5 separate regions of the Mus musculus genome follow, and all the other regions are linked to region 1. The links are chromatin contacts, called in public HiChIP or PLAC-seq and promoter capture Hi-C maps. All regions are on one chromosome and are shown on one strand. The core of a region is the stretch at or near the end of the contact, and the rest is flanking DNA. Distances in the headings are between cores, read along the strand shown.

The links. Promoter capture Hi-C pulls out the DNA fragments that hold promoters and counts their contacts. HiChIP or PLAC-seq counts read pairs in DNA pulled down with a chosen protein or histone mark.
Region 2: an H3K4me3 HiChIP or PLAC-seq map of embryonic limb bud shows a contact between it and region 1, with 7 times the contacts expected there. The contact joins the enhancer-like site here to the promoter of Zfhx3 in region 1. A contact is called at or near these places in 4 of 39 promoter capture datasets (cranial neural crest, frontonasal cranial neural crest, maxillary cranial neural crest and 1 more), 3 of 484 Hi-C or Micro-C datasets (embryonic fibroblasts and embryonic limb bud), 8 of 115 datasets of contacts at active chromatin or transcription factors (craniofacial prominence, differentiating embryonic stem cells, embryonic forebrain and 5 more) and 2 of 9 other capture datasets (embryonic tail and embryonic trunk).
Region 3: a promoter capture Hi-C map of second pharyngeal arch cranial neural crest shows a contact between it and region 1. The contact joins the enhancer-like site here to the promoter of Zfhx3 in region 1. A contact is called at or near these places in 4 of 39 promoter capture datasets (cranial neural crest, frontonasal cranial neural crest, maxillary cranial neural crest and 1 more) and 6 of 115 datasets of contacts at active chromatin or transcription factors (craniofacial prominence, embryonic forebrain, embryonic hindbrain and 3 more).
Region 4: a contact with region 1 is called in an HNF4G HiChIP or PLAC-seq map of pancreatic cancer cells. The contact joins the enhancer-like site here to the promoter of Zfhx3 in region 1. A contact is called at or near these places in 8 of 115 datasets of contacts at active chromatin or transcription factors (embryonic fibroblasts, embryonic forebrain, embryonic hindbrain and 5 more).
Region 5: a contact with region 1 is called in an H3K27ac HiChIP or PLAC-seq map of stem cell-derived neural progenitor cells, with 4 times the contacts expected there. The contact joins the enhancer-like site here to the promoter of Zfhx3 in region 1. A contact is called at or near these places in 1 of 39 promoter capture datasets (hippocampal neurons), 1 of 484 Hi-C or Micro-C datasets (stem cell-derived motor neurons), 12 of 115 datasets of contacts at active chromatin or transcription factors (astrocytes, craniofacial prominence, differentiating embryonic stem cells and 9 more) and 1 of 9 other capture datasets (pancreatic islet).

Annotation. Positions count from the first base shown.
Region 1 is chr8:108,712,068-108,716,420 of GRCm38.p6, forward strand. It overlaps Zfhx3 (zinc finger homeobox 3), which reads left to right and starts at 2,577. Exons shown (of 10, transcript NM_007496.2): 1 at 2,577-3,263.
Region 2 is chr8:108,025,270-108,029,622 of GRCm38.p6, forward strand. No RefSeq gene overlaps it. Among named protein-coding and RNA genes, the nearest start is that of Gm39242, 190 kb to the left of the region's middle. Within about 2 kb of position 2,427, at least 36 of the 459 cell types and tissues checked have an H3K27ac peak or open chromatin away from gene starts, as enhancers often do. A contact at or near this core is called in craniofacial prominence, embryonic limb bud, neural tube and 1 more, where this site is marked.
Region 3 is chr8:108,067,004-108,071,356 of GRCm38.p6, forward strand. No RefSeq gene overlaps it. Among named protein-coding and RNA genes, the nearest start is that of Gm39242, 230 kb to the left of the region's middle. Within about 2 kb of position 1,893, at least 8 of the 459 cell types and tissues checked have an H3K27ac peak or open chromatin away from gene starts, as enhancers often do. A contact at or near this core is called in craniofacial prominence and second pharyngeal arch cranial neural crest, where this site is marked.
Region 4 is chr8:109,358,920-109,363,272 of GRCm38.p6, forward strand. No RefSeq gene overlaps it. Among named protein-coding and RNA genes, the nearest start is that of Gm35145, 100 kb to the right of the region's middle. Within about 2 kb of position 2,187, at least 64 of the 459 cell types and tissues checked have an H3K27ac peak or open chromatin away from gene starts, as enhancers often do. A contact at or near this core is called in embryonic forebrain, forebrain, neural tube and 1 more, where this site is marked.
Region 5 is chr8:108,100,949-108,105,301 of GRCm38.p6, forward strand. No RefSeq gene overlaps it. Among named protein-coding and RNA genes, the nearest start is that of Gm34675, 210 kb to the right of the region's middle. Within about 2 kb of position 1,718, at least 29 of the 459 cell types and tissues checked have an H3K27ac peak or open chromatin away from gene starts, as enhancers often do. A contact at or near this core is called in embryonic basal ganglia, embryonic forebrain and stem cell-derived neural progenitor cells, where this site is marked.

The sequences.
Region 1 (4,353 bases), core at 1,327-3,826:
GCGAGTCTGGGGGTGGGGAAGCAGGTTTGGCTGGGTTGGAGAGGTGTCATTTATCAGCCAGCTAAGCGTTCAAGCGTTCGTGGGCAGACCTCTGGCTCGGAGAATGGGTAAGGGGAGGAGAAGAGAAGGGGCTAGCATTCCCTGGTTTATTTTTAAATATTTATCCTTTGGCTGTCAGTGAGGCTTTCTAGCCGAGCGAGCGAGCGAGCGAGTGAGGGAGCTGAGGCCAGGGAAGGAAAGGGCGGTGAGAAACCCGTGAAGGGGCCTGCCTTTTCTGGCGGTGGCTCTATTTTGTCCTTGCGTCCTGGGTGCTGCCCCAGAATATCAGGCTGTCAGTGCTGGGCAGGCCTGGGTTTAACATCAGACAGCTGCCCTGTCCTGAGTCTGGGGACAGAATTGGCAACGTGGATTTCGGAGAAATTGACGGTTTCATTATGTGAGCGTGGGCCTTGTGAATTCCCTCTTGTTTTGGTTGGATGGAAATGAGTTACCCCCGAGGCAGGAGCACCCCAGCTTTTTTTTTTTTTCACAGTCCATCCTGTTCACGACGGTCTCCAGGCTGTAGGTTACCTGCCTGTGGCTCTCCAAGTTAAATTTTTGTCTAAACAAAGACAGGCTTGAGTAGGCCTCGTCATGCATGTAGTTATTGCAGGGTTGAGATAAAGAAAGGGGATCAGGGTCATTCTTTTTTCTGCTTGTCAGGCTTCTGAGGTGTAGAAGGCCTGACCCAGGGCCTGGGACAGAGGCAGGATCAAGGCAGAGGCCCTCTACTGCCACCCCCTCCTCAGGATCTCTCATTACTTTAGATCCTGTCTTGTGGGGTGTTTTTTTTTCCCTTTCTAGCTTTCATTTTGTCAAAATGTGTATCCCATGCCCCCACCTATACTCACCTCCTTACAAGATTCTGAGGCTGTCCCGTGAATAAAACTCATGAGGAAGCTGCAAAATTCAGTTTTCCAGGAGTGGAAAGCAGTTTCCTGTTGGCTTTGCATCTTCAGCCTGTAGCTTCCAGGTGAGGGCTGAGGGTCTGGAATCTCTGTTTTCCCAAAGAGATTTCTGGAGGGGGGGGTCATCTTCTGAGAGGAGATTCTCCCCCCCCCCACCTTGCCTATCTCCTCGTCTTTATGCATTATTCATTGCCACTTTTTCAATTAAATTATTAATTGGTTTTCTTTAAGGTGTTCCTGACTCGTGTGGCTAACATAAATAACAGTGTGTTTTGAAAACACCACCTGTTCTTGAGCCCGAGGTCAGGCAGCCTGAAGCAGGTCTATGGAGGCCATACTCTGGCTCAAAAACCCATCCTCCCCCAACCCCCCCAGACCTGCTCTCCCCCTTCCCCAAGTTTGACTAAATTTGGCCTCTGCCCTCCTTTGTCCCTAATCAGACATGATTCCCCAGAGGCAGCTCTTTTCTCCCAAGGTCCTAGCTTGGGGTGGGGGAAGGGAGACGGCGATTGCAATCTTTTTTTTTTTTCTTGTGCTAAAATATAGACAGGGTAACAGACTGCGCCCAACAGGTTAGGTATTTACATCGATTTGAAACCGAATTCTATTGTACCAAAATGCTTCCTACATTGGGGCCCTGTAGTTTTCACCAAGCAAGCCTCCCCCTTTCCTCCCTGTTAGTGTGTGTTTAATGCAAATACGATTCCATACATTCTGCTCTTCGCCGGGTGAGCTTATTATATTTCTAACACTTGCATGGTTCATTATTGTGCAGTAGGAAAAGACTCGCGGCTGCCGGGGGCAGCCTGGGTGGCTGGTTTTCAGAAAGAGAAAAAGCAGGTGTCTTTCTATGCTGGGAATGAAGACTAGATTTAGGAGGAGGGTGGAATTCTGTCTGAGAGGACTGGAGCCTTCCGGTGAGATTTCAAGGGGGCCTGCCTTTGCATAACAGAACGCCAAAGGTGAACCTTGGGAGACCTAGAAGTGCCCAGCTGTCGCTGTGACCAGCCGAGGTAGCCCCGTTGGGTTTGATCCTGGTGGTAGAATCGTCTTGAGCCGGGCCACCTTTCTTGCCCTGTCTGAAATGCTCTGTGGCTCCTAAGGGCAGTCTCCTGATCCTGACAGCGGGTGGTTCCAGGCTGCTTGGCCTTTTCTAGTCGTTTCTTGCTCTCCTCTTCTCCCCCTCTCCTTAGAAACTGTCCTTAAACTCTCAATGGAGAGTGAGTGAGTAGGGGATGTTTTCGTAAGTTTCTGCAGCTGAAAAACAGAAGTGCTCTGTGAAGCAGTTAATAGGATGGGTGTGTGTTTCAAATAAATTCCTGTCCACATTGGCTAAAGTCCCCATGTTAGAGTGGCCTGGCTCTGACGTGGACAGGGCCCAGAGACTGATGGATCAGGGTTCGGAGGCCCCGACTGCTTGTTCTTCTCTTTTGGGGGAGAGACTGGGGGTGGCCGAAGGCGCGTCCGTTTCTTCCAGGCCGGCCTTTGACTTTTGATGAGCGGTGCGGTCAGTGCCTCGCGGGGACGCGGCTTTGTTCCTGCCGGGCCGGTTCCTGGGTTGGTGCAGGCCAGGGCAGCCAAGGCTCCTGTCCCCAGGCGAGTGCGGCCCAGGCCGCCTCCAAGGCTGGTGCTGGGAGCCCGGGCCCGGCAGCTCCGGCCCTGCTCCTGTGTGTTTGTGCGTCTATGTCCCCAGGTCCCCGCAGGCGCGCGGGCGCGGCCACCGCGAGCAGCCCGGCCTGCGCCCAGCGCGACTGTAGATGTCAGGCTTTGCCCGGGGAGCCGAGAGGCTGCGGGGCTGTGAGTTTCAAATTAACCTTCCGCTTTGTTGCTGTGTAATGTGGATCCCCGAAGGCCCCCCGCCCCGCCCGCCCCCCTTCCTCGGGCGGTGCGCGCTGCAAACTGCGAGTTGAGCTTCATTTACATAAAGCGATTCCGGGCGGGCGGGCGGGCGAGCGGGCGGCGCAGGAGGAGGAGAGAGGCGGGCAGGCCGGGACGGGGACCGGGACGCAGCGCCGCGCCCCGTGGGTGAATCCCCGCCGCGCCTGGGGGACCTCCCTCCCCGGGGCAGCCCGCAGATCGCCAGCCCCGGGCCGCCACCATGCGCGCCCCGCCCCTGCCGCCAGGCCCCTCGCTCCTAGCCTGCGCCACCGCCGAGCCCGGGGGGCAGCGGGAGGTGGGGAGAATGCCGCCTGGGGTGGGTAAGTTCGGGGCTCCGCTGCCACTGGAATCTCCCGTTGTCGCGCTGCCCGGCGTGGTGGCCCCCGGACCTCCGAGTGCCTCCTTCCTCCTGAGGTGTACGGAGGCTTTGTGTGCCAGGTGAGTGCAGCCTCCCTCCCCCGCCGCGCCGCTCGCAGCCGGCCTAGCGCTGGAGGCAGGTGCTGCGAGTGAGTCTTGGCTGAACTTCCCATTCTCTTGGGGCGTGTGGGGGAAGGGCAGGCTTGGATGCACTTGAACTCCTAGACTCCAGGAGGAACCTACCTGGGGAGAGAGTGGCTTAGAGTCTGCTGGGCACCAGAGTACGTTCTTCCTCCTATCTCCTCTTGCTTTTCCTTCCCGACCTCCTCCTCCTCCTCCTCCTCCTGCTTTTGGGTTAGTTCCTACCTTGTTAATACTTGGGGGTACTGGTGCCATTGAGAACTTTGGATTCTTTGGTCTAAAACACACCTTCAGCTGCCGGGGGGGGGGGCGGTTATGAAGGAAAGAGAGAGAGAGAGTGAGAGTGTGTTAGAAGTCGCTGGTCAGTTTGCAGCAATGTGAAGAATGTGCCTGTTTGGGGAGTAATTAAAGAGAGAATCAGGGCAGAGCTGGCGGGACCTATGGAGATCATCTTGGCCTGGCTGCTCTCTAATTTCGGTTTGTTCTTCTGCCAGAACCGGTACAGCATTTATTTTGGGGGGCGGGAAGTACGAAGGAAAGGTAAGATTTTTTTTTTAAACTCCATTTAAAGAGGAGAGATATCCAAGTTAGGGTAGCAACAAGAAAAATAACAACAAAAAAACCAAAAACAAAACCAAAACAAAATCCAACTCAAAGTCATTTTGTAGGCTTAGAGAGAAACAAGCTTTCTGGATAACAGCCTTTTCTGTCCTGTGCGTACCTATGTAATGATGATGGTGATGGGAAATCTTACCCTCAGGGGAGAGCCCACAGCCCACATGGCACACTCAAAGGGAGTTTCAGCAGCCAGCCTTAGTGGTGGTACCCAGTGTGCTAAACTGGTTTAAAGGTGACCGGAGAGCAGGTGAGTCCAGGAGGGCACCCCACCCCCCACCCTCCACCCCTTGCATTTTCTCATTTATCAGCCTCTGAAGACTCTCTTGGAGCCACTGATATATAAACCCCAGAGCATATAGGCTTCCCATCTGGAAGGCAGGGAAGGCCAGGGCCTGCTTGGTGTACGGCATCA
Region 2 (4,353 bases), core at 1,177-3,676, 690 kb before region 1:
GGTAGCTGCTTCTCTGTGCATGGGAGAGACAGAATAATTAGATAAAGAGAAAATGTTAAAAGCTGTTACAACTGAAGCTTCAGAACCTACGAAGCCTCTTACATATATATGACCTCAGTTTGCCTGTATTTATGTATGTGTGCTATGTATGTGCAGTGCCTGCAGAGGCCAGAAGAGGGCAGCAGATCCTCCTGGGGCTGGTGTTACAGATTGAGTGGCCATGTGGGTACTGGCAACTGAATCTGGATCCTCTGTAAGAGTAGCCAGTGCTCTTAATCACAGAGCCATCTCTCCAGCTCTGGATAAGCCATTGTTTTAGACCATTAGTTGTCTCAACTGCAATGTGGGCTTCATATACCTACACCAGGATTGCCATGTGTCATAAATACAATTATGGGAAGAAGAACGTTTTGAGTAGGGGACTTTGCCACATGAAAGTGTTGAATGTCTTTTATTCTCTATCCCTGATTTTTTTTTCTTGGTTTCTTAATTAGCAGTGTGCTTTTGCATGGTTGGGATTTGGGCTGAAGTGTATCTTAGTGAATGCTTTGTAAAATTGGGAGCCTCTTGGGGTCCCCACCAATTCCTTCCCTATATCCCTTCCCTATAGAAGTTGGCCCTGAACCCTGGGTGTGGTTGTTGAGGTACAGTAGTGACAACCTACCGATGCTTATGACCTAATGGTGCTTCTGTGACAGAAGGAAAATTTACTGACACACTGCTGTGTGGACAGCAGTGCCATGTAACCTTTTAGCATTTGGGGGTTCTTATTGCATCTGCCTGGGTTATCTGGCTCCCAACCTTCCCATTGAAGAAAAGAAAAAAAAAAAAGAATTTAGAAGTCTGGCATTGGGCTGGTGAGATGGCTCAGTGGGTAAGAGCACCCGAAGGTCCAGAGTTCAAATCCCAGCAACCACATGGTGGCTCACAACCATCTGTAATGAGATCTATATCAGTGAGCAACTGTGGAGAGCTGTGCTGAGAGGGCCCTGTGATAGCCTCGTGGGCTGTTCCAGAATGTTCTCTGTTCCATTCAGCGATCTATCCACACCCTCCTACAATTTGAGTTCCTCATCGAGCCTCATCCGAATTTAGTTTTCCTAGAGTCTGATGGAAGACTGGAGCCACCCAGTTGAATCACTTTCTTGGGGCCTTTGACCTAAAGAGATTACATTTCATTGGGTAGGTAGGTGAGCACTATATGATCAGCCTGCCGTCACAGGACAAAAATCATATTTTTATGTGATGTTGCTGCGTTAAAAGGGCCAATCTTGTGTCATGTAACATGTGAATAATGGCCATAGCTTGTGATGTCAAAATTTTCCACGCGCCTCATAAATAAATCTAGCCACACCCCCATCCCCCGCCCCCCCACCCCCACCCCCCAGCCACTACCCCAAGGCTCTCCAGTTTGGAACCTCGGTTTGCATCACAGATTAAGCATGCTTTTGGAGTCAAGGTTAAAGGTACAGTATCCGCTTTCAAAAGCCACATGTCAGTGTCTGCTGAAGATAATAAATAACATTGGGAACAGGCTCCCACTTGCCAAGGCTCCCCCTCCTCTTCTTTCTCCCTGTTCCTCTCTTTCTCTCTAACTTTGCCAAAGGTCTGATCCCTTTGGGGGTGGGGGGAAACCAACAAAGATGCTATATTTAGGCCAAGATTTGATGATATGTTCTTTAAAAAAAAAATTACTTAAGATCCCTTGGGGGGGTGGGGGAAACATCACACAGCCACCTTATCCAGTGGTCCTCAAGAGTGAAGAAGCCAGACAGCATGACAACTACAATTAGTATTTCCTCAGAGCCCAGCGCTGTGGTTTTAGTCACCAGAACTGTGCTTTTATTTCGGCCATTTGGTCTGCATGGGAACCTGAAATACGAAACCTGAAATATGGACATACGGACGGCCTTTGCTGAGGAGTGGCTGGCTGCTCTGTCCTTGTACTAGAGTGACCAGCCCAAGTAGCTTCAGCAATTAGTTCCCATCCCTGGGTCTCATTCCCTGGGCCTTGCTTTGGAGAGAGAAGTAAAGGCACGGAGGAGATTTTCTGCAAATTCCACATTTGCCAGGCTACCCCCTTGCCTCCAAGAAAGAATTTGTTGTTGTTGTTGTTTTTCCAGTTCACAGTGAATGAGGAGAACCAGGGCATAGAGGGCAGGAGTTTGGCTGAACATCCCTGGAAGCTCAGCTTCCACCCTCACCCCGTCCCCACCCCTGCCCCCACCCCCTCAGCTGCACCCCTCCGTCTCTCGCTTCCCCTTCGCACTTCACAGACAAAGGCAGCATCTTCTCAGATAATGCCGCGTGTGTCAGAAGTGAACATTCTGGGAATGTGCGGGTCACCTGGTCTGTGTAACAGACGCCAACCCCAAACCATACAGAAGTCGCTACATCTGTTTTGGCTTTGTTCGCAGCGCCGAGGGGCGGGGGGTGCACTCCATGGTCAAGGGCCAAACTACATGTCATATTTCATTACCTTCATTAGCTACTACACAGAGGGCTGCATTCACAGGAAAGGTTGGCATTAACTCTTGAGCCGCCAGCCTTTTCCAAGGCGGGCTTTCGCCTTCATCCACGGTCCACAGTTCTCCATCCCTCCGTGCTGTGGGCGCTGATTGAACTAAACTGTAAATCAGCCTGTAGCGCCACGATTTCGCCCTTTTAACTTAAAGGAGGCGAGCTACTGTTTTCTCCTAGGTAGCTACTTCCAGGCTGGCGGAACATCTGGATCCCATTAGGGGGAATGCTAGTGTAAACCCAGTGGGGGAAAGGCATATTTAGAATTAATAAAACTTTCTTCTCTGAGTTTGTCCACAGTTGTCCTTTTCTTTTTCCACCGCACATTACTCCTGTGATTTAGGGGGACCAGCTCCTTTTTCCATTTCAGTGTTGAGATAAGATCACGTTTATTGCCGCCCAGATATTTCCGTGGGATTTTTCTTGGCGTGCTTATTGAGATGGCACTGTGCTCACATGGTCACCCCCTGTTCTCCTCCAGGAAAGAGAAGCCTTCCCCCCCCCCATATTGATGTTACATTTCTTGAGGCCCCCTTTAATGGCCTGAAATAAAGGTGGGTACATAGATAGAGCAGATCTTGAGTATCTATGGCTATGAAAGCCATCTGCTTTTGTGATGCCGGTGGGATATATCACGATGCCACTCAAAATCACCTGCAGGCAGCACATGCTATTATTTAATATTATGAAGAATGGCCCATTGGCCGACATAGGTCAGCACACACCTGGATGGTGGTATTAGGGAGCCTGGAATTTTGGTTTTTTTTTTATGTGGGCCCTGCCACTGATTTATCGCCTGGCATTTGTCCATCTGTAAACGAGATGGTTTGCAAGCTAAATGCATGCTGATCACATTACCAGGGTTCTGGGAGCTCCAGTGACTGCCTGCCTGGTGCTTTGAAAGCCTCCCCCGCCCTCCCAAGCGCCCCCCTCTCCCGCCACTAAAGACAATGATTTAGAATCTCACACTGTTTAGAGCACCTACCTACTCTTTTGTTCTCACTAACTGGTACTTGCAAGATGCGAGCAAGGCGTTCCCAAGCATGATCTGCACACCACCAGAGTGGGCTTTGTTGAAAGTATGAATCCCCAGGAAGGGAAGATCGCTCAGTGAGTAAGAATACTTGCTGTCTGAGCATGAGGGCCTTAGTTTAGATATCCAGCATTTGTGTAAGAAGCTGGGATATGGCTACACATGCCTCTAACCTTAGTGCTGGTGTGTGTGTGCCCATGCGCTTGTCTACACACAGAAGGTTCATTTCTGGGGCTTGGCAGTCAGTAAGCCAACACAGTTGAAAGTGGCAATCTACAGGTTCAGTGACAGATACCAGCTAAGGAGAATAAGGTAGAAGATCATAGAGGAAGATATCCACATATGCATACACACAAAAAATGTTTTAATTTAGGAAAACATATTTTAAAAGGGATGTAAATTCTCTGCCTATGTCAAACTTAAGGGGCCAGAAGATCTGTGAATGGAACAGTGCTAAAACTTTCTGGGTTTGAGAACTACCAGCCAATACACTTGGCCTCAAGTTCAGAAATCCTTCAGGCTCAGTTGAAAATACTCATAAGCATGGAAGATTAGCTCCAAAAGATCCTTTCTGGAAGCCGCTCTATTCCTGTGGGGATCATGGGTCACCTTCAGCACCGTCTCTCAGAAGAAGTTGATGCAAAATCTCTTTCCCAGTTTGCAAAGGAAAGTCACAATTTCTGTGGCACATTGTTGGTGTGTAACACTTGCCAAGTCAACTTGTAGATCACTGGTTGTATGTTCTTCTCTTGAGTGAGGTTTAACACTCCAGGAAACAAACTTTTGGTGCAGAATAGGGT
Region 3 (4,353 bases), core at 643-3,142, 650 kb before region 1:
AGGATCTTCGAGCTAAAGAAGGGCTCAAAGGCAGGTGGAGGCTCAGGGCCTTGAGATTAGGGGCTTAAGAAGCCAGTATCCTCAGAAGACAGCTTACTCTGTGTTCTGACTCCTGGTTCCATTTTCTAAAGGTGAGACACTGTGACTATAAAATATAAAGCATTATTAAATATTTAAAAATGTGTATGTCTGTGCATGCATTTGTGTTCATGTGTCTGCAGGTGTGTGCATGTGTGTGTCTCAAAGAGAGGGCAACCACAGGTGTTGTTTCTTGGCTGTAGTCCATCTCTTTTTCTTTTGAGAGCTGCCTCTCACTAACCTGGAATTCACTCAGGAGGCCAGGCTAGCTGGTCTCCGAGCCCTAGCTCTGCATCTCCCCAGCACGGGGAGATGCTTACAAATGAGCATGTACTACCATAGCCAGCTTTTAAAATGTGGATCCCGGGAGCCAGAATCAGGTGCTTGTGCTACTGAGGCAAACACGCGACTGGCTGACCCGTCTCCCAGCCTCTTTGTTCTTAAAATATTTATTTAAAATAAAATATATGCTAAGATATGTATATGAGTATGTCCGTATGCACTGCCCTCTATATACACACATGCATAGTCATACATGGATTGAAGTCTCGAGTCCTATGGGGACAAGGATTGGACACGTGAAAGCTGCTGCACAATGTTGCCCACTGACTGGGGGTGTTGATTCCATGTTTTTAAAAGCACAGTGCATTATGTTGCTTACTTAAAACCTTTCAATGGTTTTCCATTAAATAGTGCCTTTTCTGCTCAAAGCTCTCTAATCTATTTTACTGCTATATTTGTATAATTTGTTGTTGTTCAAAACCTTATCGGCACTGTCAAGTACAGCGTAGGCACATAGCCCTCCTTGTCATTAAATGCCCCTCCGGACTTTTCTGCCAATGAATGGGTGGTTTTGCAGCTCTAGATTCGAAGCCCCCATTCCAGTGGCCTTTGGGTTTCTTCCAGAAGTTGTCCACACAATTTGAAAAATGGTTTTGAGTCATGCATAATTTCTGGAAACCCAGGTCTGAGTTTTCCCCCCCGCCAGAGTCCCCCCACCCCCTATCCCCGCTTTGATTAAATGGATCCAAAATGTTGCCTTTCTCTCAAGTTTTCAAATGGATGCGACTCAATGCACTCTTTAGGATTACCGCCCAGGCCAGTCAACCTCGAGCCCCCCACCCCCACCCCCCATTTTGGATTCTCAAGCTATGTAGATGGTTATCTTGGTCCCTTAGGTTGTTATTTAGTCAAATTATGTGCATTTTATCGCCTGTGTCTTTCCTCATATTTCACTCCCTTTGATTTGTTTTTCTTTTCTCTTCGAAATTCCCACCGAGGCATCGCATTACCCCTAATTGCCTGCAGCATTCCAGTACTGGTCTCAGTGCCGAGGCAGAGGGGCTGACTCTTGGAGTCCCGGCTGGGGATGCCCGTGTGCCTGGCTCAAAAATAGTACTGTCTCTGAGAAGTACTGAAGGAAGACTCTTTCTCCGCTCTTCCCTCCCAGTCCTATGTTGTTCTCCAGGTTTTAACCTTCCCTGCCATCTAGGAATCCCATTCAAGTCTGATGCCACCTTTAAGCATATTCATCCCCAGACGGAGTGGAGCTGCCGCATTTGATGCTTCATTGTGTGAATTTTGACGTCTCTCTGAGAGCCACACTCCGGCTGTGGCATTGTGTGCCAGTCTTAGCTGCTCTTAGAACACCTCCCAGTTTAGTGTCATCTGCAAACGCCATTATCATGATAATAGTAATAAGATCTTCCCCCTCGCTTTCTTGATTCTTAATAAAGTTGGTAGAGTGGAGCTGGGTGTCTGCAGACGCTGCACCCCAACCTCTTCCACCCCACACTTTCACAGTTCAGTTTCCTTTCACTGCTGGGCGTGGGTTGGATGTGCTTTGTCACCATCTAGGGCTCTTCAAACGCAACCCACCAGCCCAGAGGAAGCTGTCAGTCTCCACTGGTTTCTTCCTTGCTGCTGTTGAGTTCCTTCCTGTGCAGTTGCGTCTCAGAGGTAAGGTACATCCCCTCACCCTGCAAAGGGGAATGTTCTCGGTGGAATAGACGAACGGCTGGATGGACGAATGCAATGCTCAGGCACTGGCGTGTTCACCGTCCTTGAGGTTAGTTAGGTATGTTGCAGCAAGCCCAGTAGATGGTTTCTTCCCATTGGTTTAATGAAACCCCCCACTGTTGTGTGAGCAATGTGGCCCACGTTCACATATGTTGCTGTTCAGGACAATCCAGGCGTCCTTTCTAGTAGAATCATTTACTGTTGTCTGAATGGAACTTCACATTTCTTCCTTTAACTTGTTCTTTGCATTTACCCACACTGCATGGGAAGACCAAGATGGTACGGACTGCCTGTACCCACGGCGTTTGGCTTGAGATTGCCACGCTTTCTCTAGGACCGTCTCATGTTTCCCACAAAGCTTGTGATTCGTTAGGTTTGCCTGGTTTGTTTTAACCATACTGACACTTTCCTTTTCACTTTATTCTATCACCATACGCCTCTTTTTGAAAGCTTCAAATTGTATTTTATAATAACACAATTAAAGCTAGGTATTAATTAATAACGCAATAAAGACATCTGAGCATTATGGAAAAGCACCACAGAAGCTATGTGCATTGCGTGGCTCCCAGTGAGGGAGGGACTAATAGTTGGGTGACATTATTTCAAGGGGTTCAGGAAGGGAGTTCTAATACACCCGGGGATGTTCTTAGGCTGGGCCCTGGAGCATGAAGGGGGTTCGGCGGCCAGTCCAAGCAATGAGGGTCCAGAGAGCACAGCTAGATAAAAGCACAGCATGAACATGAGAAGTGGTGAATCATCTAATAGGATGGAGGGAATGTATTTGAGATGTTAGAACTAGGGATGATTTAGAAAAGCGAGTGAGGGAAAGATTCCAGGTAATATGCCTTCTGAACAAAGGTACTTGCATTTTATTTATGATCCAGTGTGTGTTTTTGAAAGGCAAGCTAGGGAACCACGTGGGAGTGGGGTGAGCTAGAAGCTGGGATGGCTGGGCTGGGTTGAGTATAGGTTGAGATGCTGGGAAGACTTTACTAAGCTGAAGGAAAGTGATGGGGAAGAACAGGGAGGGACGATGGCTTCGTGTGAAGGAAGACGTCTCTAAGCTCTATACGCAGTGAACAGTAGAGTGATTGGGGGTGGAAACAGGCCTTGGGTGTAAAACCAGGAAGGCAAAACATTACGACGTATTATTGATGAGCTGGCTTTGGAAGGGATGATCTAAAGTATAGTGTTAGTGAAACCAATCTAAGTTGATAGGCAATTGAGGTACTCAGAGAGTAGAGGCAGTCACATCAGGGAGTGTTGTGTTTTACAAAAAGAAAGAGAAGAAGGGGTATGTTTGGTGAAGGTGGGGTATGGTGTGGGAGGAGGGGGTTCCTCTGTGAGTCCATGCTGAGGCATCCCTTCCCCCTGAGAGATGAGCTACATGATGGTATAATGTAGAATAGAGTTTATTCAGGGCATGGGGAGGGGAGTTGAAGGAGTAGAGACAGAGGAAGGCAGAGAGATAGAGATAGAAAGAGAGGGGGAAAGGGCGCAAGCAGCCCCTTTTATAGTGAGTCAGGCACACCTGGCTGTTGCTAGGTAACCGTAGGGTGAAGCCTGGAGGAAATGCTGAGAGAGAACAGAAGCGTTCACTTCTACACAGCATGACAGGAGTTTCTTAATTTTGTATTTTGTATTTTCTGAGTTGCCTAACTAAATTGCGAATGTCTAAATTTTTTAAAAATACTTTTCCTGGGATGGGGGATGGGGGGGGCAATTTAAAATGTGCCTTCCATTACTTCTCATTTCTCTGATGGAGAGTTCCTCGCCGTGAAATTTTGGATTTTAAATTTTCTCAAGTAGATTTTGAAGCAATAACTCAAAGTGGGTCCTACGAATCCGTAGATAGAATGTTATACAGATCGCTCTATGAGAAGTGAAAATCAACTGCAAGTTTTGAATACTAAGTAAGTGTATACAGTACTGATGGCATTTAATAAGAAAGGAAAACTGGTGGAAAAAATATTGTTTGTGTGCTAGTCTGTTTGTATGTGAACACAGCAACTGGATAAAGATGATTTTCTTTGGCGGTGTCACATTTGGAATGCTTAGTGGCCATCTTGGTGGAGATATTACATTATAGGGACATACCACATATACATATCTGTCTGGACTTAGCACATAGATTCGGGAATTGGTATCAACACTGATGTTTGTTATTGATAAATTAGTCAGGGCATACCAGGCTCTACTGTGGAAACAAAACAACCTTGGAGATGGCAGAGCCTTAGCACAATAAGTTGTTCTTGT
Region 4 (4,353 bases), core at 937-3,436, 650 kb after region 1:
CTACCCTCACAAATAGGTGAGCTGCTCTTCCAAGGTGGTCTCCCCAGTACCTCATCACGCCTTTATCTGAGCTGTGACTGTCTGTTTATTTTTCTGCCTCCCCCCGTAGTCAATGTTCGGGGCTGGCATTCCAGCGTGACGGGGTAAGTGCAGCTGGGAGATTGTAGCCCTGTTAGATACCCTGTGAAGAGACACTGGGATTCCAGCGAGGGATTGTAAGCACAACTGGTTGCTAAAAAACAGAATGTGCAAAACAGATAAAAGCATCAGCGCATCGGTCGAAAATGCAGGTGCGCGCCATGGTCCCATACTCACGACGCCCTTCTGCGCGGCCACGCATGTCCCCAACCTTCTAGAATAAGTTGCCTTTTGTTTATAACTTCTGAAAACCTCAGAAAATAATTTTTTCAAAAATTTGGAATTCATAGCAACGAGAAAAAAAAAATCTCAAGTCGTCTCTTTGTCAAAGCTGTGTGGACTCTTAGCTGTGCTAGAAAGAGAAGCTGCATTTCACGCCTGTGACTTTAACAGTCCACAAAAGAAAAACAGAGTGGCTCTCACACAAAGCCACGGTGCCTGCTTTGCAGCGCTGATGTAGCAGCAGGGAGGGAGGTCCACCCACCGTTCTCTCTTTCACCCAAGAAGGAACCAATTAATCCAAATAATAATAATAATAATTAAAATTTGACAGGCCTCGGGAGGCTGAAATGAGCGCAGAAGTGCAGAGCCTGTGTTCTGTGTGTGACCAAGGACTCGCCAGAGCCCATGACGGGAGTGTCGGGCTGGCTCCCAGACACAGAATTATGGAGCGAGATCGAATTTTCTGCATTGAGGATCTCTCATTACATTTGTTGGTGCAAGTTAAAATACCTCTTCACGCCTGTGTCATACGAGAACAAAAACAGAATCGCCTAGAATGCTGTGAAGAGGGTAGACTACTCAGGGTGTCCTTGTAGCCGTCTACACAAAGCAAAATGGATCTGAGAGGTTTTTTTTTTTTTTTTCACATGAAGTGTTTGCACAGAGACCTGGGATTTCCGTGGTTGTACACAGAAGGACAAACCTAACAACAGGAACAGTTTAGGGAATCTGTGTGTTTTGTTGCTGTGGCTTCTCCTGTATCCTTTTCCCATTTTTTTTAAAACTGTAGCTGTTTCTCTGTATAAACTATTTGTATGAAAATAAAAATGTCGAATCTTTTCCAAAAATGTAACTTTAATGTGAGCTGCCACGTTGCTTTTGCTGCGATTGCTGGTGACTGCCTTCTGTCGCAGATAGCACTGTGTACATGTAATTCTTAAGGATGGAAGGGGCAAGTGGATCTTTTCCTACAAGGCTATCCTCTGTGTGCTGGCACAGCCATTTGCAAAATTTTGTGTGTGCCTGTGCAAAAGAGAGACACCCACGTACCATTATTCCAAACAATTAAACCCCAACAGCACAAGAACGTGGGGCCCTGGCTCAATCTTTCCTTGCAGTGATTGCCTGAGCAATCACCTTTGATCAGGGAAGAGCTGGAGGAGAAAGTCCCGCAAGTGACAACCCTCACATAAATGTATACATTTACATACATGGGGCAGCTGTGGAGGGCTCTGCAGCTCCCCCCCCGCCCCCCGCCGTCTATGACCTGAAACCATTGTAACTCTGCTGACACCTCATTTAATTGAATCCTTCCCTAGCAGTGCAGAAGCCGAAAGGGGGAGGGACACGGACGGATGGGTAATCAAGGCAGTCTCTTCTGCCCGAATGTCTAGAAATGGCAGGGTAGTAATTGCTTTTGAAAAGCAAAAGCAGAAATAGGACAGATTTGTTCTGTTTAGCAAGATTTAAAAAAAAGGGGGGGGGGATGTATGTAAATATACAGCCCCTGCAACTTTCCAAAATACTTACCCCAAGAATAAAACTGATTTGAATTTCTGTGCAAATAGGAATAAAACGGATTTTATTAGAGAAGAAGGAAAAAAAAATCCTAAGAGCGGGGCGGGGGGGAAACATCCAGAAATTTTCCTAGTTCAAAATGGCCTGAGACAATAGAAAGAGATTCAGAGCCCAGAGCCACAGCACGGCCCCTTTTGTCAGCTTCAAATCAGCCAGCCAGAGGGTCGAGTCAGTTTAACCTGCCTCTGTGACACATCACCCGCCCGCCTGACCCGAGATCAGCCTCATTTTTATGGATGCAGAGGCTCATGGCGTGATTCATTCCCGGGCACACCCCGCTCATTCCGCTGTCTGCCTCCGCCACAAAGGTACGCTGCTATTCTCTGCCTGCTGAGCCGATGAGATTTCATTCGGCTTCCTGAATAATACGACAGTCATCCCGCCTGGTAGCAGAAGAGTAATGTCCCTTACACAACATCCATACGGGAGCCTAGATCACTTATGCAAATTAGCGCACCTCCACAGGCTTCAGGAAATGAACCTGGCCCTGGAAGAATCATCAGGTTTGGGGAAAATAAAATCTAAGCGGTATTTATTAACTCCCACCTCGATTGTCATCATACCTCCATTTTTGCTTTTTTTTTTTTTTTTTTTTTTTTTTTTGATTATATGTCCATGAGAACATGGAAATGTGTGCGCGGTCAGCAGCCGTGTTGCCCTTTGATTTAGTACATGGTAAAAATGGGAAGAAAAATAGCGCAAGAATAACTCATGACTAGGAAATGATATCTTTATAGAGCGTTCTCCCACACAGTATTAAATATATTTATACTTCTTTACCAGCATGTATAGTGACATCCGTAGCCACTTTATGATCCCTTCTATAGCCCAGGAAACTGAAGCTCTTAGATTTAAGAGAGTTTGCACATACTCTCCACACTGGCAACAGCAGAGTACAGAGTCAGGAGGAAGAGCCTCGGGGCCCCTGTTCTGGACTCCATCTTAGAGAGCTGTGACCCAGCCCTGCCTCATGCTTCCACATTGTATAAGGAGCCCTTGGATCAAGAAAGGTGGGGAATCCACTCACTGCTAAGACCCTCTCCACTTCCAAACCACATTTCATTCTCTAGGACTCTTGACTTTCAAGCTTGCCCCTAGGGCCTGTACAGGAGTCTTCTCTGAGACCACCCTTTTGGTCTGCATCAGAAAGCTGGACTAGGAGCCAAGGGGGACAAGATAATAACTGTGTACAGAAGTGGGGAGGGATGTTAGGTGTGTAAGCAGCGTCCTTGACAAGTGTGTAAAAACATTCACAGCAAGAGATAAGACTAGGGTAAGGGAAAGGAAGGATTTACAGTCTGGGACCTGCTAACTACCCCTCTGGGCCTCTTACAGTCTACAGTCTAAAGGTTCCTACTAGAACGTGGCCTTCCAGGCTGTTGGGAAGATAGATATTTATCAGAGTTTGAAGTCAGAATGTGCTTCACGCCAACCATTTCGTTTTTAATTTTTTAAAATATTTAGACACACAATCTGCAGAGCTGCTTCTGAGCTCTTCTGGCCAGCCAGCTAAGCAGTGCTCGTCTGCATGGTTGGTAGAGACGAATGAGAATCTGGTCAGCACTTCACCAACTGAGCTGCCTCCATTGCCCGAGAAGGAAAATTTGGAAGAAATTATATAAGGGTAACAGATGTAAATTGCCCTTAGCTCTCCGTAAAGGATCAAGCCATATGTTGGTTTTTGAAATCACAGCATTTCTTTTTTTTTCTAGCAAGTTCACTAAAATGGAGGGGAAAAAAAATCTGCCTGATAGTCAAGATCTGAAGGATGGAGCTGATTTCAAAGTAATGAGAATTTCCTAACCTGTGAGTGAATTTATTGGCTTGCTGCTGGTTCTATTCTTTCCCAGGTCCTAAGTAATGTTATACTGCACCCCCACACACACCCCAATATACATTTCTTCTAGGAAGAGCAGGATTCGGCTTAAAACTATGTCCCAGATTTGTGAGTAAGTTGGCCCTTTATTCATTTTCAGCAGGGCAGTCATTTTGGAGATGAGGCAATCCAAGAGAGAAGAGAAAGATACACGAATAGTCCTCACTTTGGCAGCTCACTGCCTGGCCTTCAGGGGCCTCCTGTGGACTTGGAAGCATGCCTAGTCCCAAGTCTTCGGTGGATGGTGCGGGGGACTCCCTGGGGACACTGAACTTCTACATCGCTGGTGTATCAGTGCAGGGCAAGTGCTGAGCCCTTCCTTCATCGCCATTTCTGCATCTCTTGTTTGTTTGAATAGTTTCTGGAGGTCTGGAATCCTGCAACCTCCACTTTTGAGTGACCAGCGCCTTACAGCACAAAGTGGGCCAGAGTGTAGCGAGTGGACAGACAGTTCTACTTCTCGTCATTAGTTTTTCTCATCCTCTCTTGGTTTTGCTTTGCTTTTTGGGAGCTTTATTTTTTCAGTTTCGTCGGGTTTT
Region 5 (4,353 bases), core at 468-2,967, 610 kb before region 1:
TCTGGGCAATCAGGAAGTAGAGGAAGAGATGTTAGTATGCATGTAGAGATGACTTAAATAGATACTTTGATGAATTAAAGAACTAGAGAGAAGTTGGAAGGTGAATGGGAAGACCTGGTGTTTTGGAGGGTGGTTGGGAAGGTTGTGATATTAGAGGGTGTGCATTTAGAAATACCTTGGGGTAAACAAGGTCCAAGCAATCCTACCAAGCCACTCAGACTCCAAGGTATAGCCATCCTCTGATAGGAAAGGAGATGATACGGTTGAGGGAGGTGGAGTCTTCTAACCCAGGCTTTGGCAGGATGGGAAGATGAGTCCTTTCCAAGGGAAATGACTGATGTCTGCCCCCTGCTGGATGCAGCCGCCATCCTTCTTAAAGACGGAGCGTGAGAAAGCAAAGGCAGAGGGATAAAGAAATTGACCCACTAGAGTCAATAATTCCAGGATGCTAATCTATCCAAGTGCATCCGCATCCCATATTAAAATTACCAAAATTGTCTTTTAAAACCTACCGATGTGGGTCACCCAAGCAGCTTGCTCCCGGTAGTTAATAATTAATACTGCACATCCCGGGGAGGAATCGCTGCGGATAATTGTAGCCAGTGAGTACAAGTCTGGCAGCCCAGTGTGCTGTGGGTCAGAAAAGGGCAGCAAGGAAGGTATCATACATCACGCTGGTGCCAGTCGCTGGGTATCGGTGATCTGCTTCCTCTAGCTGTACTTATTCTTGGATGCGAAAGCCTTCTAAACAAGGCTGTGAATTGGTTTTCATGCTCGCATTGACAGATTGGGAAAGCAGTTTGTTCTACCAAATTTAACAATGATATATCATTATCACAACTTTGGGGGAAATCTATAAAATCAATAAGTTTGTAGCCTGAACAGGATTTGTACGGCTCGCTTGCTGTGCCGGTGTCAAAGCGCGAGCATATGGATTGAGTCACAGCCTGAGATCAATGGAATTTGTGGACAGTCAGCTCAATAACAAGCCCTTCTGAAAAGAAATAGATGTAAAAAGCAAATTTACTAGAGTATAAAAAAAAAAAAAAAGCTAATATCTTTTCCGCGCCTGGCTGTAAAGTCCTGTTTGGCTGCTGTGGGCTGCGGGTACTTTGAAAGCTGGCTAGGGTATGTGCTTGCAATGCCCAACGCTCCTTTACTGGCTTCAGACTCTGCATACATAGTTAGGCACTTCTCTTTGCAGGGCTCGTCCTAGGAAACTGGCCAAGAATAGGAGAAGGGAGGGGAAAAATAGCCCCTTTATATCGTAAACGGAATAAAGAATAAAAACAGTTAGTGTCTGCAGAGGGGAGAGACCACGGTGGCTTTATTTACTTTGTGCTGGTAGCACTTGCTAACAGAGAAAAAATAAGAAGGCATAATTAAAGAGTTTAATGAATTCGTAGCTCTTTTGTTTGAGTGGGACGGAAATGCATGTTCCAGAGAGGCCTCACAAAGAGTGTGGCTGGCAGTGACTTAAAAGTAGGAAATCAGTTCTTTGAAGGCATTTTTATACTTCATTATCCCAGCATGTAAAATGACTTGTACTAAATGATCGAGGATTTTATTTCTCTCTCTCTCTCTCTCTCTCTCTCTCTCTCTCTCTCTCTCTCTCTCTCTTCTAAACAAAAGAGAGCATGGGGCGGCTGGTGTCTAATTCTCATTCGGGGCCCTGAGCCTGGAGATTAGCCTGTCACCAGGCTGGTGGGCCAGTCCTTGCAGATAAGTACAGCCCGGGGGATCTGAACATCTGATGAGCCCCTGTTGGTGGGGAATAACCCTAGGCAGTACCATACGCAATAGAAACAGCCCTGACGGCTACTGGTGGTGCCCTGCTGCCCAGAACAGGGCTATGAACTGAGCTGTGTTTTATAGGATGGTCTGGAAGAGTCCCAGATAGCTCATCTTGCCATTCTAGGGTGGAACAAAGGAGAAAAAAAAAATCCCAGGGTGAGATAAAGCTAAGAAGGAAGAGTATGTACCCTGATTCTAAGCTGTGGCTTGCTCTGTTTCTCTTCCATAAGGAGAATGTTTCTAGAGCAGGGACAGACCCTTAAATCGGGACAACTGTCCACGAGTAACCAGCCACCCCTTCTATTCTGACCACAGGATTTCCTCACTCAAAGAAGCCTCTAGTGGGCACAAAGTAGTTAATGAGACATAGGCAGGTTCCCCAGATTAAGTCACAGAGGGCTCATAATGTATGTGAAGACACAAAGAAAGCCACTGTGGAGGTGATTTTCCGGTACAACTTGGGCAGAAGGCAAAGGGTGGACCAGAGTCTTCAGTGGCCTGGATTTGGGTTCAGAATATTTACTGATGACCTTCTAAGGAAAAGGCCCACGGGAAGTTGGCCTTTGCTTCCCGAGGAAGTAGAGAGGCGTTGAGGGTTGCCTGGAAACTGAGCATGGTCCTAGGGGTTGATAATCAGTGGGGGCACCCAAGAACTGTTGTTTAAAAGCCATACCACGAGTGACACCTAAGCTTAGCCTCACAGATGAAGGAAGAAAAGGATGCCCAGGGCACCTCCCAGGGAATCTGTAGGCCTCAAGACCAGGCCTCACCACACTTCTGCCTTTCCACCTCCAACAGCAGAGCCTACGGATGGAGAGAGAGACAGCAGAACTTCCGTTTTAAGATCTTGATGGTTTTGAGTGGTTGACAGGTGTCTGTCAATCAGTCTCTCCCCGGGATGTGTGTGAGACCAGGGCTTCCTGGAGGATGCAGTCCTGAGTTGCTCTAGAGCCCGTGCACACACAGGTGTCATTAGCTCTCACTTCAGCCTCAGCACCAGCTCTTTTGGGGGAGCTTCCTGTGGCCGCGCACACCGCAGCAACAGAAAAACAAGCCAGCCGACGTGGTGACACACTTAATCCATCTTTGCAGGAGAAAGGCCCTCTTGGGTCTGAAAATAATTATTGTTCCTGTCCATCAGCCCCGTTATTTCGCCTCCCTCTCTCCCTCCACCGTGCACGCACTTTGGTCTTTCTTCCACATGGAGAGCCACAGCATGGGTGTCTAGGCTGTCTCTCCACTCAGCCTTGTTCCAGGAGGACCCCTCAGTAGTGTTTCGTCACCCTCACTGCAGAAGGTCCGCTCTTGGTGGCTGTCTTGCTTTCTTTTTATTTTCTTTTCCCTTTCCACAGGCAGAGTCAGCTGCCTGCAGGAGCAGATCTCTTTCTTTCTTTCTTTCTTTCTTTCCTTCCTTCCTTCCTTCCTTCCTTCCTTCCTTCCTTCCTTCCTTCCTTCCTTCCTTCCTTCCTTCCTTCCTTCTTTCTTTCTTTCTTTCTTTCTTTCTTTCTTTCTTTCTTTCTTCCCCCTGCCAGGTTCAAAGATTTACATTCAGAGAGCCTCTGTGTGCTTATTTGCTTATAAACAACCCTCATCGTTAGCTTCTTGTTAGACTTTTACCTCATAAACAAAGATTACTAAGGAAACTGTAGCCAATAATTGGTTAAAATGGAATCCTGACCCCTACCCCCATTGTTTCATTTTTACATACCTATAACTCATTGACTATAAACCCATGTTTTTAGCATCCTTACTGGATGACAGTTTTTCTGACTTTTCTGGAGGTTAGTCTCTGTGTGTTGGGGAACTAGAAATGTTTGGACTGAAGTAGAGAAATAACCAGGCAGAGAAGGCGTCTGTGGGGATGGGCGGAGTCAGCTAAGGTTAAACAAACCCTAAGTGGACAAGCCTTGCATTCTCTTCTGATTCCATCTCTGACGGCGGTCCTGAGAAGCGGGAAAAGAGACACTGTTCACAATTAGCCCTAACTTTTGAATGACGACATTTCTCTCAGTAGAATGAGCCGGCAATGTGGTAATTTACAGCCAGTCCCTGGCCTTGCTGAGTAGCAGAGAAGTGACTGTTAATATTGATCAGTGAGGGCTAGAGAGAGTTGGAGACCCTCAGCACGGCCACTTAAAGTGGGCAGGAAACCCAAATTGACCAGTAATAAAGTGTTTGAGGTTGTACAAGGCGGCTCCTGGGGAACTGCTGTTCTGAGAGGGAGGCAGGGGTGGGGGGAGCTGTCAATTACGCTTGTTTGATACCCAGTTACTCAACAGGACAGAGCAGACCCTGAGCCTGTGGCAGGAGGCAGTGGGAGGCAGGCATAGGCCTGCCTCTCACTGCAAAGCCAGTTCTGTCAGAGAAGGGAGGCAAAACAAGGGACCTCTTTCCCTGTCCCTCTAAGGTCACCTGCTCTGCGGCTTAGTGTCACTTTATTTGGGAGGGGGTGGGGTGAATCTTGAAGCGTTTGTAACCTTTTCCTCACCTGTGAGCTAGGTAATGGGGAGTGATGAGATTTTGATTTTTATAACTGTTAGAGCTGTGGGTGAAAAATAA